Linked DNA regions of Sus scrofa: region 1 is linked to region 2. The links are chromatin contacts, called in public Hi-C maps. All regions are on one chromosome and are shown on one strand. Each heading gives the region's core, a stretch centred on a gene start, on an enhancer-like site or on the middle of the called end of the contact. The rest is flanking DNA. Distances are from core to core; before and after follow the strand shown.

Region 1 (3,018 bases), core at 518-3,017, 190 kb after region 2:
CAACGCCGGATCCTTAACCCACTGAGCGAGGCCAGGGATTGAACCCGAGTCCTCATGGATACTAGTCGAATTTGTAACCACTGAGCCAAGATGGGAACCCCTGACAGCCACTTCTAATTCAGTCCCTCTCTGCCTAACTCTGTCACAACCACGCTCCCAAGAGTTGCAGAGAAGGTCTCAATCTTGAGAAGGTCAAGCAGGCTCTCCCAGCTATCAGCTCACTGACCTCCCCCGAAGCTACAAAATACACTTTATTGGTGTCTGTCCACAGACCAAAGGCTCGAAGGATGGACACCAACCTTCAGCTGAATAGACTCCTTCCTATCATCTTTGCCAAGTGGATAAATAGGATGTGAGTTAATAAGGACCATTGGACTAGGTTGGACCTTGGCAGCAATGTCATCTCAGGGATAATTTTACAATGTTTCATTTCTTCAGGGTAAAACCCCTTCAGAGAGCTAGAGCGTGTATGTGGTGTTATGTTTTTATTTTTCCAGAACAAGGAAGAAAGCCCTCACTGTGTAGCATAAGAGTCCTGTGTGTGTTCTCAAGGACTAAAGGATTTGCCTGCTCCTGTGTGGGCTTAGGGCTTAGGGGCTGTCAACTGACCCAGCCTGATTCCCAGTACACTCTTTGAAAAACCATCTCTCCCCCACCACACTCTCTCTCTTAAACTAATTGGTGGCACCCAACCATAACCAAGAAAAAAGGCAACAAGCTATCCATTTAAATTGCAGATTGTGACCTTTATGCTTGAAATGGTTTCAAACATCCTGTTTATAGCTTTGGGGTTCTGGCACTCAATAATCTCCAAATTATTTTCTTCAGGTTTTTTTTTTTTTTTTAATTTTTTTGAATGGTTGTTATTATGCTTTGCATTTCCCCAGTTTCTGGGCCTCACCCCCAGTTGGTGTCTCCTGAGAGTCTAGGTAATTTAAAGATGCCTATAGCTTGACTTGTCTGTGTAATGTCACCATTTAACCCATTTAATTCTGCTCAGCTCAACCAGTTGCAGAAGTTGGTTTGCCAAGCTTGGCCCCACCCACTCAGAGAGGAGGGAGGTTTTAAAAAGACTGGGGTGTGTAGGGTGTGGGGAGAAACAAGGGCTTTTTCTCCAAACTACAAACCTCCTCTGCCAGAAAGCTCAAGGGTCTAGGCCAGCATTCCCTTAAGTGTTAGTAAGTTACAAGGGAAGATGTTAGAAGGTGTTACAAGGTAGCTCTGGGTTCACCAGAGATGAAAGGATTCCTTAATGTGGGGCTTCTCAGAGCCTTCAAACACTACAAAATACATAGGGGAAACCCTTTTGGTGTGAGGCAGGGAGTTAGGTATAGTGTGCCAGGAGTATTTTATCAGAGAGCTTCTGTTTTCTTGGTTGGTCTCATAAAAAGTGGTGTCCACAGCCCTCTTGGGAGCTTGTTCTGGTTGCTGGGTCATATGGAGCGCTTTCTGAACCTTCAAAAGCTGGAGCTTCGGCAAGACTATGACTGTGCCCTGCCTGCCTCCTGCCTTGGTTTTCGGCTCCTCTCACCCTCCTTGGGCCAGCCCCTGCGTGAATCAAAGCATTCGGGCAGGCGAAGGAAAACTACAGCTGGGCAAGAGCCCAGAGTCAGGGGTCCTGCTTGCCAGACCTTGCTGTCTGAACAGCCCCTGTTAGGAAAGCCAACTACTCCGACACCAGAACTGAGAAATTTCAGCTAAGAGGCTCTGAAGGCCTTCAGCGGGCCCACCCCACATTCCCCGCATTCCCCACTGCCTGGGGTGGGAAGAATTTCCGACCAAACTTGGCAAGACAGGAAGGACTGTGGTTGGGCTGCGCCCTCTGGAAGGTGCTATGTGCTTTGGGCTTTTCCTCCCCAAATTCACTACTTTTTTCCTCCCCAAAGAAACTTTTTTCCTCCCCAAATTCACTACTAAGAATAGCCAGCCACCTCCATACCCTCCTTGGAGGCTGCAGTCTTTTCTGAGCTCTCTCCCTTTGCTCGGATTAAACCCTCTTTGGCAGTACATGAAGTAGAAAGTGAGGCCTGAGAGCTGGGATTTGATCCTGGTTTGCGTGAGTCCAGAGCACATTCTCTTGTAGTGCCTGGGGGAACTGCCCGTGTCCAGGGCATTTCTGGAGATTAGGCTACCTTCCTGGTACAGGAAGCAGACCTTAGATCCTCCATGGTAGCTGCTGTCAATGCCCCATCCATATTCCCATGCAATCATTACTCTGTGCAGGGCAGCTGCTTCTCAGTGCAAGGGTAGAGTTCTCTCTGCCTGAGGGTTCCCCCCAAGCCAGGCTGATTCTGCCCCCAGTAAACATGTGGCAATGCCTGGAAACTCTTTTGGTGGTCACAACTGGGAGCTGATACTGGCATCTCATAGATGCCACTCAACATCCTACAATGCACAGGGACCCTCCTCCTCTCTCCCCTCCACCGACATCCCTGCACCCCACCCTCCAGCAAAGCATTATCTAGTCCAAAGTGTCAATAGTGCCACTGCTGAGAAAATGTGGTCTATGCCAGGCATACAACTCTGAGCTAGACACAGAGTAGGTGCTTCCAGAACATTAGTTCCTTTCCATTTTATTTACTGTCAAAATGTCAGCCTGGTGTGGTGATCCTAGGTGGTGTCCTATAAGAAAAAACATTCATTAATAAATGTGGGCTGATGAGAAGGAAGTGCTAAGCCAGCGCTCTCTAACAGAAACAAGGTGCAAGCCACACATGCAGGCTACATGTAATTTTAAACATTCTCTAGTAGGGAGTTCTCTTATGGCTCATCAGGTTAAGGATCCAGCGTTGTCACTGCAGCAATCTCTGGTCCAGGAACTTCCACATGCTTTGGATGTGGGCAAAAAAATACTGTAATATTTCATGGTTTTCTTTTCCTTTCTTAATGCGTTTACTAGATTTTTTTTTTTTTTTTTTTTTTGCCACACCTGTGACGTGTGGAAGTTCCTGGGCCAGGGATCAAACCCACACCACATCAGTGACCCAAGCCACAACAATGACAATGCCAGATTCTTAA
Region 2 (3,139 bases), core at 459-2,958:
CAATTGGACATAGGAAGACATCTTTCTGGGGTGAATAATTCATAGGTTTCCTTTGATGAATTCCACATGAGCTCTTCGGCTCCCACCATCTCCTTTCTCTTGCCCCAACATAAAAAAAAAAAGGAATGGAAGAGTCCCGAAGCAGGAGGCAGACAGCTGCTTCAGAAGAGGTCATAACGCAGCAGAGAGAAATCTCATTTATGATGCCTCCGTGTCCTGGTGTCTTGGAGCGGGACCAAGAAGAGTCAAGCCTGGGAGAATAAAGGAGAGTGTTGACGTAGACCCAGGCCAGCTCCCCAGATGCTCATGACCCCGTGATTGTGTCTTTCTCATGGGTCACAGACTTTGAGCAGCCTGAGAAAGCCAGGGACCCTTTCTCTCTCTGTTATTATTGTGAATAATTTGGCAAGATCTTTGGACTATTGGAGCCCAACTGCGGGTTGCTGGGTGATTCCTGGAAAGCAAATCTTAACATGTATAGTCCACTGACGGAGATGAAAGATGTATGTACCATAATTTACCTGCTGCTAAAGAAGATCTGAATGGTAAAAATCAAACTTTTTTTTTTAAAGGGAAAGGTGATAAATATTGTAGGCTGTTTGAGCCATATGGTCACTTGCTGCAACTGCTCAGCTCTGTAGTTGTAGCATCAAAGCAGCCAGAGACAATCCCATAGATGAATGTGGGTGGTTGTGTCCAACAAAACTTTATTTACAAAAACAGACAATGGCCAAGTTTGACTTGTGGGTTATAGTTTTCTGACCCCTGATAATAATAATAGCCAGTTTGGGAACACTCACCATGAGTCAAGATTTGAGTAGGTTTTAATATAATAATGTAATAAATTATGGGAATATTATTATCTCTCTGATACAGATGAGAAATCAGTGTCAGAGAGGTTTCATAATTTGCCCAAGGTCACTCAACTGGTAATTGGTGGAACCAGCTTCTGATTTTGTTGCTTTGTTCCTAAGAGATGGTCATAAAAAGTGTTATGAAGGATAGGAGGTAAGAGATGTTAAAATAATAAGAATACTTTACTAATGATATTATTTAATCATTTAAATAATGATTACTGAGAGTCTGCAATGTACTAGGTACTATGCTAAGCACCTTATGTGGGTGAACATAAGTCATTCCCACCACAACTCACTGTCACCCTTATTACATCTGAGAGAGAACTGAGGCACAGAGAGGTTAAACCACTTGCCTGAGGTCACACAGCTCCTAAGTAGTAGAGCAGGATTTGAACCCACACTGTGTTCTCAACCTCCTTCAGTTGCTCTTTAGAAGCCCTTAGGCTGCAGTCATATCCCCTTTACCACCTGAGAGGATGTGGACTCTAACCAAGTAGAAGGCTGCCCTGAGTCAGGGTTCTGGGACCCCAGCAGGCCTGTTGTTCTTGGATCAGAGGGTGGTCCTAAGAGAGGGTCTTGTGTAGCTGTGGTTTCCCAACTGGTCAGGAAGTAGTTTGATAGTTACAAAACTGGTTCCTATAGAACTAGTCATCCAGCTGTGCTCCTGCAAGGCAGGCGGTTCTGAAGTTGCATAGCTGGGTGGGGCATGTGGATGAACACAGGGCGGGAAGCCCGGGCGGGGACCAGCAACGTCAGGAACATCTGGGTACCTGGAAGATAGGCCAGTGGAAGGGGCCTGAGGCCTGGGACTCCTGAGCATCACCAGTGGCCCCCACCCCTGGCCCCAGAGGCAGCAGAATGAGTTCTGGGCTTGCCTCTGAGTCAGAGGCCCCAGCAGGAAAATAAACTTTCTGTACTAAGAGGAGGGAGCAGCTCACTTTTTAAAAATAGGAGAGGCAGCCCCGTTGCTATGACGAATTTCTCGTGTTGCTCTGTGTTTTTAACATTTAACAGTTTTTTTTATGACCCACATAAAAAGGTACATACAGCCTCCTTATAAAAATACATGGAAAAAAATCTTCATCTTATGTCCAACTTGAGTGAGGACCCAGTGGTTATGGGCCAAGAAAGCTTGTTGGAAGGCCTTTGAAGGTTCTGGGATCCCTGACAATTTGGGAACCCCACCTCACATCACAGCAAACCTCAAAATGCCTCTACAGAACCCATTATACACGTGCATGTTCAGTAGAAATAGCTGAAAAGGTTTTAAAGTCATTTGTATATATGGGGTTTCATGAAAAACAAATTATTTTTCATGTACTTGTCATTCGTGTTTTTCTATTTCTAAAGGCACGAATGTCATTGGATAGCAGCTGACTCACTAAGGTGTTGTAGACATTTACTCAGACACTTAATTCATTTTGAGTCTGCAGTTGTGAGTTCCATTTGCTTGCGGGTTCAGTTTTCAAATACCTCATAGGCCTTTGACATGTTTGCAGGTTTCAGGTTCTGGACCTCTAATATGGGACCACGGGTGTGAGGCAGGGGAAAGGGGCCAGAGAAAACTCCTTGGGCCTCAGTTTTCCCATATGCAAAATGGGAGAGTTTCAAGAAAAGCTGTGCAGACAGACTGGGGAGGGAGAGAATGATAAAGCAATTGGGGCAAAATGTAAATAATTGGAGACTTTGGGTCCAGACATAAGGAATTCTTGCACTATTGTTGCTAGTTTTCTCTAAGTTTAAAAGGATATCAGAATGAAAAAATGAAACGATGTCAAGAGGAAAAATGGAGAACCTCAAGGTGGCGGTGGTGATGGGGTGGGGGGTCAATAGGTTGACAGGAGCTTTCAGGCTGTGCTCAGGTGGAGCCAGGGGGGAACCAAGGAATTGGGGGGTGTGGTTCCCTGTTCCCTGACCCCTCTCGTCAAGCAGGTCCATGCCTTGTATTTTGGGGAGTTGTATACAGAGGAAGAAAGGGGCTCTTTAAAGAAAAAGCCAGATACCTGTGGCTGTAGAGGTGCTGAGGATGGAGAAAGGTCTAAGGACATGAAGAATGTGTCCAGTGATCTCAGAGGCCTTGGGTTCTCCTAACAGGGAAGAGAGAAGAAGCTAAGTCACTGTTGTAGATGCGGGTGGGGCAGGAGAAGATGGGCTGTGGGAGGAGAAACAGGGTGGAGGCAGAAGTGACGGAAGTCAACAGTGAATCTGAGTCTTTGTCAGCCAGCAGTTAGTATGTGCCGGGTGCTAACCTAGGTCCAGGGATTGAACCTGTGCCAGAGCAG

The links. Hi-C and Micro-C count contacts between places; a contact is called where the count stands out from the background.
Region 1: a Hi-C map of embryonic fibroblasts shows a contact between it and region 2, with 2.0 times the contacts expected there. The contact joins two enhancer-like sites. A contact is called at or near these places in 2 of 47 Hi-C or Micro-C datasets (embryonic fibroblasts and mesenteric adipose tissue).

The regions. Positions count from the first base shown.
Region 1 is chr14:42,598,539-42,601,556 of Sscrofa11.1, forward strand. No RefSeq gene overlaps it. Among named protein-coding and RNA genes, the nearest start is that of WSCD2, 16 kb to the left of the region's middle. Within about 2 kb of position 1,768, at least 12 of the 83 cell types and tissues checked have an H3K27ac peak or open chromatin away from gene starts, as enhancers often do. A contact at or near this core is called in embryonic fibroblasts, where this site is marked.
Region 2 is chr14:42,408,118-42,411,256 of Sscrofa11.1, forward strand. No RefSeq gene overlaps it. Among named protein-coding and RNA genes, the nearest start is that of CMKLR1, 11 kb to the right of the region's middle. Within about 2 kb of position 1,709, at least 6 of the 83 cell types and tissues checked have an H3K27ac peak or open chromatin away from gene starts, as enhancers often do. A contact at or near this core is called in embryonic fibroblasts, where this site is marked.